3 separate regions of the Mus musculus genome follow, and all the other regions are linked to region 2. The links are chromatin contacts, called in public Hi-C and HiChIP or PLAC-seq maps. All regions are on one chromosome and are shown on one strand. The core of a region is the stretch at or near the end of the contact, and the rest is flanking DNA. Distances in the headings are between cores, read along the strand shown. Region 1 holds the start of Tmed5 (transmembrane p24 trafficking protein 5). Region 2 overlaps Dipk1a (divergent protein kinase domain 1A). Region 3 overlaps Ccdc18 (coiled-coil domain containing 18).

What was found. Hi-C and Micro-C count contacts between places; a contact is called where the count stands out from the background. HiChIP or PLAC-seq counts read pairs in DNA pulled down with a chosen protein or histone mark.
Region 1: an H3K4me3 HiChIP or PLAC-seq map of bone marrow-derived macrophages shows a contact between it and region 2, with 5 times the contacts expected there. The contact joins the promoter of Tmed5 here to the enhancer-like site in region 2. A contact is called at or near these places in 5 of 39 promoter capture datasets (the HPC-7 cell line, cranial neural crest, embryonic stem cells and 2 more), 7 of 484 Hi-C or Micro-C datasets (B cells, bone marrow-derived macrophages, cortical neurons and 2 more), 20 of 115 datasets of contacts at active chromatin or transcription factors (the HPC-7 cell line, the NIH/3T3 cell line, the SCID.adh cell line and 13 more) and 3 of 9 other capture datasets (adipose tissue, embryonic stem cells and liver).
Region 3: a contact with region 2 is called in a Hi-C map of the P5424 cell line, with 2.8 times the contacts expected there. The contact joins two enhancer-like sites. A contact is called at or near these places in 2 of 15 datasets of contacts at CTCF or cohesin (embryonic stem cells and pro-B cells), 82 of 484 Hi-C or Micro-C datasets (the 3T3-L1 cell line, the AML12 cell line, the AtT-20 cell line and 40 more), 6 of 115 datasets of contacts at active chromatin or transcription factors (T-cell acute lymphoblastic leukemia, astrocytes, bone marrow-derived dendritic cells and 1 more) and 1 of 9 other capture datasets (embryonic stem cells).

The regions. Positions count from the first base shown.
Region 1 is chr5:108,130,740-108,133,914 of GRCm38.p6, forward strand. Tmed5 (transmembrane p24 trafficking protein 5) reads right to left here and starts at 1,881. Exons shown (of 4, transcript NM_028876.3): 1 at 1,497-1,881. The coding sequence starts at 1,685. It overlaps Ccdc18 (coiled-coil domain containing 18), which reads left to right and starts at 2,175. Exons shown (of 29, transcript NM_028481.1): 1 at 2,175-2,259.
Region 2 is chr5:107,925,348-107,928,264 of GRCm38.p6, forward strand. All of the region lies in intron 1 of Dipk1a (divergent protein kinase domain 1A), which reads right to left. Among named protein-coding and RNA genes, the nearest start is that of Gm26387, 19 kb to the left of the region's middle. Within about 2 kb of position 1,389, at least 78 of the 459 cell types and tissues checked have an H3K27ac peak or open chromatin away from gene starts, as enhancers often do. A contact at or near this core is called in B cells, DN3 thymocytes, the HPC-7 cell line and 10 more, where this site is marked.
Region 3 is chr5:108,159,145-108,162,245 of GRCm38.p6, forward strand. Ccdc18 (coiled-coil domain containing 18) reads left to right here. Exons shown (of 29, transcript NM_028481.1): 9 at 2,323-2,614. Among named protein-coding and RNA genes, the nearest start is that of Ccdc18, 28 kb to the left of the region's middle. Within about 2 kb of position 1,832, at least 12 of the 459 cell types and tissues checked have an H3K27ac peak or open chromatin away from gene starts, as enhancers often do. A contact at or near this core is called in DN3 thymocytes, the P5424 cell line, T-cell acute lymphoblastic leukemia and 2 more, where this site is marked.

The sequences.
Region 1 (3,175 bases), core at 631-3,130, 210 kb after region 2:
GCTACTCCTACCCTAAGACCTGACAGTCTTCAAAGCTAATAAAACCCCAGTACTTATAGTATGCCTCGGAACACTTAAACTATACATCCTACAATCACAATGTCTAGTCAATTCTTCCCTTTTCTAAAACTGGCCTCATTCCTTGCATTCTTAACTCATTTTCAGATTTATTTTTATTTTCTCCAACAATCCTATTCTCTGAAAACCAAAAATCATGCTTTATTCAAATTGCCTGTAGGATGTGATGGTTCATGCTGTAATACCAGTCCTGGGTGGGGGGGGAGGACACGACTTAGAGAAGGACTCCTGTGAGATCGGAGGCTAGCCTGGGCTAAATACTGAATTCAATGCCATTGGATACATAGTTGAAACCTTGTCACAAAAACCAGAGCAACCAACCATCCATCCAACCACAGCCTACCAAACCCATCAAGCCCAAACAAAGCCTGCCTATGAACCCCCAAACTCCTGAGAACCAGGTTTTTCTCAGTTTGTTCCTCCTCCTGGAACAATTCCTTGCATACATTAATTGTTCAGTAAATGCTAAACTTTTGTTCACAAGTGGAAATCAAGAAATATTAAGCTGTAACCTTAGTTGTGCTGAGATTTTTGTATATTATGACTTTAGATACTTCCTGTAATTACTGTAAACATCTATAAATAATCCCAAAGGCTCCACATATAAAAGTTTTACATAAGAATTAAAAAAAGATTTAATAATAAGCGTATTCTGCTGATACTAAAAAGAAAACAATGACACGGGAAGAAAGCTGACAAAGTTCAATGGAAGAAAGGTCATACACTATTATCTTATTTGATTTCAAAGTGATGGATGTACACCCGGGATGACAATGTACCACTAAATACAGCAACAGTCCATTTCAACACATTTCAAAATCTGACTTAGAGATCTTCGCATGGACACAATTCAATACTCCCAAGACTGGGTTTCACTATGCAGCCTTGACTGTTCAGAGATCCACTTGCCTCTGCCACGGGAATGCTGGGGTTAGAGGCGTGTGCCACCACTGCCCAGCCACAATTCAAAACATCGTGCCGATTTTATAATATCGGGATTTGGTGAAAGTGGTGAGAGTGAGTCAAACAAGTGTTATCACTTCGTCCAATAATAAAGAAGAACGTGTATCAACCCCTTACAGCGAACTTCTCAGAACTGTAGGGTATGTAAACTAGCTTGAAATGGCTTGGGGGAATTAAGAAACAAAGAGTAACGCCATTGACGTCACCAGTGCTGGCCTCTTTCCGACCAGAGGAAAGGGAAGAGAGAGGGTAGGTGTCAATTTTAGGACTGGCCAAACTTGTGAGTTCCAGGCTCCCAGGAGCCCCGCTTAAGTACGCCTGCGCCAAGCAGGCCAGTTTCCCAGGAGACCCTCCTCGGATTCACCTCGGTCGCTGTCCCACCTTTTCCAAGTAGGTGAGAGGCGACCATGTGGTGCGGCCCGGCCCAAGGAAGGCTAGCCCACTTCCGCACTTACTTGGTATTCGATCTCCAACGATGCCTTCAGGGGCATGGGCTGGTAGAAACACTCCTTCCGGCCGGCCGGCAGCGTGAAGGTAAAATCACTGTCCAAAGAGGGTGTGAAGCCGGCCGCCCCGCGCAGCAACGCTGCGGGCAGAGCGGACAGGAGCAGCACGGGGAATGGCAGCCACATCCTGCCGCCCATCCCTGTCGATCTCTGCCTGGACGCGTGTAGGGAGGTGCGGGATACTGGTGTCTCCGATTTGAAATCCCGATCTGAGGGAACTTCAGGCAGCGGCGAGCCTCACTCTCTTGGAAGGTGGAAGCACTGCCTTCCACTGGGCCGGGCGAGGGCGGGGCCAGCGTCCCCTTTCGGCTGCCTTCTGGGTTTCGCATCCTTCCTTCACACCAGACTTGTCGGTTTCGGCTTCCCTCACACACGCCAATCAACGTTGGCGGGGGTAACGACGGGAAATGTAGTCCGAGGTGACCACGGCACGCCGCTCATCCGCGCTTCCAGACTCATTTCCCGGCATGCCCTGCGCCCCGCTCCCGTTCGCAGAGCCCCGCGTGGTGGGCGGGGTCGGGGCCCGGGAGGCGGGTCCCAACGGCTGCCGCGGCGGTTCGAACTCGGCGCCTCGGAGGTTCGCTGGTTCTCCTCATCGAGAGTCAGAGGCTTCCATGTCGTGGGCTGCGAGAGTGTCCCAGGCTTCCGAGCGCAGAGGAGGCTCGCGGTGCGCCGTGGTCTGGGGACGCTAACCCCGCCTGCGATCTGGGTGGTGAGCAAACGCCTCCTGGCTGGAAAAGGGCTTTCCCGAGGGGTTTGTTTTCTCTTGGGACAGTCGACCTGCGCCTGGCCTGCTTGTGAGGCGTTTTCTTTTATTTGAGGCAGAATCGGAAAGGAGGCTGCCAGACTTTGCTCTACTCCCTACAGGCAGATGGAGGACCTCTTTCTTGAAATAAAATACTGTATAAAACCATGTACTCTTTCTCAAGCGGAAAGTCCTGTCACAGGATTTTATAGAGTGTAAAGTGCTTGTCCTTCGCTCGATGAGTGTGCGTGTGTGAGAACTCATTTTTCACTAGACTTGAAGATACGGTTGTCAGGGCCGCCCTATAGGTAAGATGATAAGCCTTTCTACGTACACATACTACAGGTAAACGTAGGAAAATGAGGATGTTTAAATACCAGACGTATCCAATTCTGAACGGCTAGAAAATTCTTACGTGAAAATGCACAAGTTGCTGAACGTAAAAGCCTGACTTAAATGGTGTCCTACAGTACTGATCAGCATTTTCTAGTCTCAAGTTTCTTCTTTTCTCTCCTCCATTATTCTGTACGAAGCTAGAGATGTTGCATAGATGTGAAGTAGCATGGATTCCTGAGCCACTGACTGGGGAAGTCTTCCAGCTTATGCAGAAGCAAATTTGTTAAAAAGAAAACCAGAAACAGGGTAGAAAAGGGTAGAAACATTTACATCTACAAAATATCTCGTTTAATTTTAGGCCTCAACTTTTTCCAATAAGGTGCGAGGTGTTTTTTTGTTTTTGTTTTTTTTTCCAATCCACCCTACTCCTGAGAAATTTTGCGTGGGAAATTAATGTACCAGGACCGTTTTTACCTGAGTGAGGGAGGGAGAAGGCAGTTTATTCATTTATCCGTTCAAAATAATTGAGTTTTCCTAAGTGCATTAC
Region 2 (2,917 bases), core at 139-2,638:
CCCAAATAGCCAGTACTACATAGGAAAACCCTGCCTGATCTGGTGTGTGTGTGTGTGTATGTGTGTGTGTGTGTACACAAGTCTGTAAAAATAAGATTTATCCAGGTATGTTGGTAGAAACCTGTATTCCAGCACTTGGGAGGTAGAGGTAGGAGAATCAGAGGTTCAAGGTCATTGTTAGTTATACTGAGTTGCCAGACAAGGCTATATAAGATCCTGTCTCAAAGAAGAAAAGCAAAGCAAAACAACAACAAAAAGAAAAACAAAAAGAAAGAAAAGCAAAAATTATTCCTTGCACGCCAATGGGCAAAGCTACACAACAGGCTCCCCTTTGCAATGTTTTGTGTGCGCTGCTCTGATATCTGATCTCAGCTGTTGATGCCTTTCTACATCAGCCATAGATCAAGCCATTCAATATTCAAACGTGGCGGTTGGTCAACACAGCCTGATAGTTACTTTTTGGATCTAGAGTTCCAGTGGTTCGATTTAATAAACAGTAGAACTGAGGTCTACAGATAGAACTGAGCAGAATAAATTAAGGATGCACACACACAATGAAAAGCTAGTTTTGCTTTTATATTCCCAAGCCAGTTTCTCACACTTGGAAACAGTAGAATACTGTGAGCAGGATGAGCTTGCAGAGAAAGCAGAAAGAGACTAAAGAGCCATGGTGCACGAGCAGGAGACAGCAAGCTCAAAGGGAAAACACACCCAACTCAGCAAGCACAAAGGGAAATGGTTCTATCTGCAGTTCAGACATCTGTCCTCAAGGGGTTTCACAGATGGTGAATCCCAGTACAAATAATTCAGGCCTTTGAGGGGTTTGTTTGTTTGTTTGTTTGTTTGTTTGTTTTTGTTTTTTGTTTTTTGTTTTGTTTTGTTTTTTCGAGACAGGATTTCTCTGTATAGCCCTGGCTGTCTTGGAACTTACTCTGTAGACCAGGCTGGCCTTGAACTCAGAAATCCGCCTGTCTCTGCCTCCCAAGTGCTGGGATGAAAGGCGGGCACCACCATGCCCGGCTGAGTCCTTTGAGTTTTATTACTAATTGTAAAAGCACTTTTAATGCAAAACATTTTTATATAGCACTAAGTGAATTCACACACACACACACACACACACACACACACACACACACACCACAAAATTAAATCACATGCAACACAATGGACCCAAGAGGCCTGTCTAAAAATCATTTGAGATTACTGGACCTAAGAAGTGTGATCATCAGCTATAAACTGACACGTGCTAGCATTCTGAGCCTCCACTAAGATTAAAGCCTGCAAAGCATGCTGTGCACCAAGCAGACACACACACACACAAAGTCCCCGTGCAAGAAGAGATCAACAATGCTGCCATTGGCTACAGCCGAAAAGGAAGGAAGCTCTGGATCGGATCAAACCTCTAGCTGCAACCACCCGTTCACAGGAAATGGTGGAGACAGCCGGTAGCACTGGCAACCTTGAAGCAAAGGACAGTTTGTGGCAAACTCCAGACTGTGGGAAACATGCAATACAAAGAGACCATTTCTTCAACAATTAAGTCACAAGGGTTAAGTCTAGACAAGGAGAAACTTAAGATTGGAAAATATTTATGAAACACAAGACAAAACCAACGAACAACAAGGAAACCAAAATGTATGCTAACACAGAGTGGGAAGCTATCAGTGCCCCAACCCGGAGGTAGAACTATAGGCAACTAAGCAACGATGAGCAGGGTAGACAGCCTTCTCAGAGTCACATCAAAGGGTTACCCAACACCACACAGTCAACCCTGAAATCAGTTACATAAATGAACCTTATACGGACTGAGCAGGTAGGTTGTAGTTGTATATTTAGGAATATATTATATATGTATGTACAATTTAAGAAAAAGAAGCCATGAATTCGAGGTGTGTGAGTGTGGTCTGGAGAAAGGAAAGGGAAGAAGAAAATGGTATCATTTTAATTTCAAGAAAAACTAAGAAAATGAAGTTTGAAAGTTTGGAAGTCAGCACTTGGGGCACAGAGGCTGACCTTCTTGAGCTCTAGACCAGTCAGGGCTACAAAGTGAGACCATCTCAAAACAAAACAGAATGAAACAAAGGGAAAATGGTATTGGTGACACAAGTCAAAAGTTTTTTTTTTCTGTGTGTGTATGTGTGTGTGGAGAGGTGTGTATTCAAGTGCCACAGGACAAGTGTGGTGGACAATTTGTGGGAATTAATTCTGTACAACCAACATGTGGCACCAGAGGTTGAATTCAGGTCCCCAGTTTGACGGTGCTAAGTCATCACATCCACACGCCTCTCTCCTCTCTCCTCTCTGTCTCTCCCATCTCTCTCCTCTCTTCTCCCTCCCTCCCTCCCTCCCTCCCTCCCTCCCTCCCTCCCTCCCTCCCTCCCTCCCTCCCTCCTTCCTTCCATCAGGTCCTTCCTCCATTCTAATTTTTTGAGTGCTGGGGACCAGACCCAAGGTTCTGTGCAAGCACGTGTCCCCGGAACTAATCCCTAAGCCTCACAAAGTACCACTAATACTTGGGAGACAATTGATAATTTGAAGTGCTGAGGATCACGCAGGAGGAATAATAAATGGTTTTAGAACTCATGGAAAGAATTTGGCTCACCGGTTAGCACAGCCAGGACGGTGTCTCTCAGTTGAGGCATGGTTCTGAGGACATCATGTTGTTGTGCAGTTCTGCTCTGCTTGCTGCCCTCACATCCCTCTTAATCTAAGAATTATGTGAAAACTCTAGGGGGCTTCCAGCCCCTCACTGGGCAGTATCTCTGGCACTCACAGTACTAATCCTTGATCTCTCTCAGGCATTGCTGCTGGAGCAGATTATTATCATTGCACTAGAGAAGAACTTAGAGACCTATTGTGAGCAATGACCACCAGCCTTAAAAAACTTTTGGAAAAAGAATGTTAGTGAAGCTGGGCT
Region 3 (3,101 bases), core at 582-3,081, 230 kb after region 2:
ACTTCCTCACACACACTAATAATGATGATCAATGAATTTTAAAAATTTAAGTTAAATTAGGTTAAAGATGTTAACTGGGTCTTCTGACTTTGGTGTTCTATACAACATAATTTTTTCATAACTAATAATTTTGGTCAACTTTCAGAAGGTAATAATCCATTTTTATAATCTTAGACTCAAGGTGGAGAGAACAATCAATATTTTTTCTGTCTAATTGTATCATTATAGCACATTTTCCTTAAGGTGGATACATTTAGTATTTTGGTAGACAAGATGAAGTTATTAGAGTAATTCCTAGAGCCTCATGCTATCAATTATAACTGTATATCTATAAGTATATATACTTTGTCTATATATATATTATATATTGTCTTATATTTTATAAAATAGCTTTTGAACAGATCTTGTTTTTATTTTAAAGTGTGTGTGTGTGCCTGTTTTAGGGGTGAGGAGTTGTACTTGTGAGAACAGTGTCTTTGGAGATCAGAAGAGGGCGTTGGATTTCTAAAGCTAGAGTTACAGACACTGAGCCACTTGACATGGGTGCTGGGATTGGAACTTATGTCCCCCTGTTAGAGTAGCAGAGACTTTTCATTTCTGAGTTGCCTCCCCAGCCTTTGTTTTTCTTTTCTTTTCTTTTTTTTTTTAATTAGGTATTTTCCTCGTTTACATTTTCAATGCTATCCCAAAGGTCCCCCATACCCACCCCCCCAATCCCCTACCCACCCACTGCCCCTTTTTGGCCCTGGCGTTCCCCTGTACTGGGGCATATAAAGTTTGCAAGTCCAATGGGCCTCTCTTTGCAGTGATGACCGACTAGGCCATCTTTTGATACATATGCAGCTAAAGACAAGAGCTCCCGGGTACTGGTTAGTTCATATTCTTGTTCCACCTATAGGGTTGCAGTTCCCTTTAGCTCCTTGGGTAATTTCTCTAGCTCCTCCATAAGGGGCCGTGTGACCCATCCAATAGCTGACTGTGATCATTCACTTCTGTGTTTGCTAGGCCCCTGTTTTTCTTTTCTAAGTACTGACTTTTTGTCTCACTGATTCTTTGCATTTGTTTGTTTCCATTTCAGTAATTCCCTGCTTTCTTTTTCCAAGATGACTTCACTGTGTAACAGCCCTGGGTATCCTGAAACTCTCTCTGTACACCAGGGTGGACTTTATCTCAGAGAGCTGCCTGCCTCTGCCTCCCAAATTCTGGGATTAAAGGCCAGCTCCTCTATTGCCAGTAATTTCTGCCTGGTTTTAATTATTTATTCCTATTTTTTTATGAATTTGGTTTGTTTTTTTCAGAGTTTTCAAGACAGGGTTTCTCCGTGTAGCCCTGGATGTACTGGGACCTACTCTGTAGACCAGGCTGGCCTTAGATCTACCTGATTCTACCTCCTGAGATTAAAGATGTACAGCACCGTGCCCAGCATAAATATCTTTCTTTGCAATTGTTTTCAGAGGAAATTCTGTCTAGAGACATACAGTTTAAGCAGAAGTTTACTTAGCAAAGCAAAGCAAAACAAGCACACTCCAAAGAGAGATTGGAGTGACTTGTCCTGAGGCAGCTGGATAGTAGCCATCAGTCCTCTGTGTGGATACTTAAACTATTTTTGTAGTGGATGACATAGTCATGTGGGTGTAGTAACTTTTTTCCCTCCCAGATCATGGTGAACAAGATCTTTCCATAATCCTCTTGAAAGTTCACAAAGGTGAGAGGGGCACAGTTGTCAAAACCACAATGTGGTAAAAATCCTTTGAGTATACAGTGTTTTGTTAGTATGCATGTGTGGCAGTTAGGAAAGTGCCCTGGCACCTCAGTTTCTCATTAGTGGGAAGACTGCAACTGCAGCTTTAAGTACGTTTAACCACAATGAGGCATTCTTATAGTCAGGACACAGCTCTCACAAGTTCCCTGCTTACCTCAGAGCTTAACCCTCATCTACCAGGTGTTATCATCCTTTTCTCCTTTCTTTCTCACACTGTAGCCCAGGCTGGTCCAGAGGCACTGTATCGCTCAGGCTCTGCTCAAACTCAGAATAGTTGTTTTGTCTTCATCTCTTGGTTGCTGGTAATACATGTGGGCTACTATGCTTGTCCTCTCATCCTTGTATCCCTAGGATAAATGCCATTGGGTCATTGTAACTAATTTTCAGTATGGGCTGTATTCAGTGGACTGGCATTTTGTTGAGGATTTTTGCTATTTTTATGTAGGATATTGGCCTATACTTTTCCCTTTTTTGTTGTGTCCTTGGTTTAAAGTGAGAGTATTTAAAGGTGATTATTGAAAATGTGTGCATATTTCACTTTAATGCTTTTTTCTTCACAGGGAGTTAAAAGAAGAACATTACAGTGGAAAAGAAAAATTAATGATTATGGCAATGAAAAACTCAGAAGTCATGTCACAGTTAACGGAATCTAGACAATGTATTCTGAAGCTAGAGAGGGAGTTAGAGGACAAAGATGAAATAGTACGAGAAAAGTTTTCCTTATTAAATGAAAATCGAGAATTGAAGGTTCGTGTTGCAACACAGAATGAACGACTAGAGTTGTGTCAGCAGGACATTGATAATTCAAGGGTGGAACTGAAGAGTTTAGAAAAACTGATAACCCAGATACCAGTAAGTATGTTTGAAAAGAAATCTAGCCCACCTGACTGTGCAGTGGAAAAGGAACCTGCTGTGTTAAAGAGTGTCAGTCATTCTGTGGCCGCTTTCCTAGCTTCTGTCCTCACCCTTGCTTGCTCAGTGGCGCTTTCATCTGGTACCTATTTCCTCACACTCACCTTTCTTACCCTTTCACCCTTTCTTGCCCTCTGAGATGCATATATAGGAACTGCACAGAATTTTTGAAGAGTTTTATTGAAGGATTATTTATGTGTTGAAAATTCAATCCTTTAAAGTATACTATTGCTGGGTAGTGTTGATGCACGCCTTTAATCCCAGCACTCAGGAGGCAGAGGCAGGTGGATTTCTGAGTTTGAGGCCAGCCTGGTCTACAGAGTTCCGGGACAGCCAGGGCTACACAGAAAACAAAAACAAAAAACAAAAGTATACTACTGAGCTGAGTTTTAGGTTTGTAGCAGTCATTGCAATCCAGTCTTACATA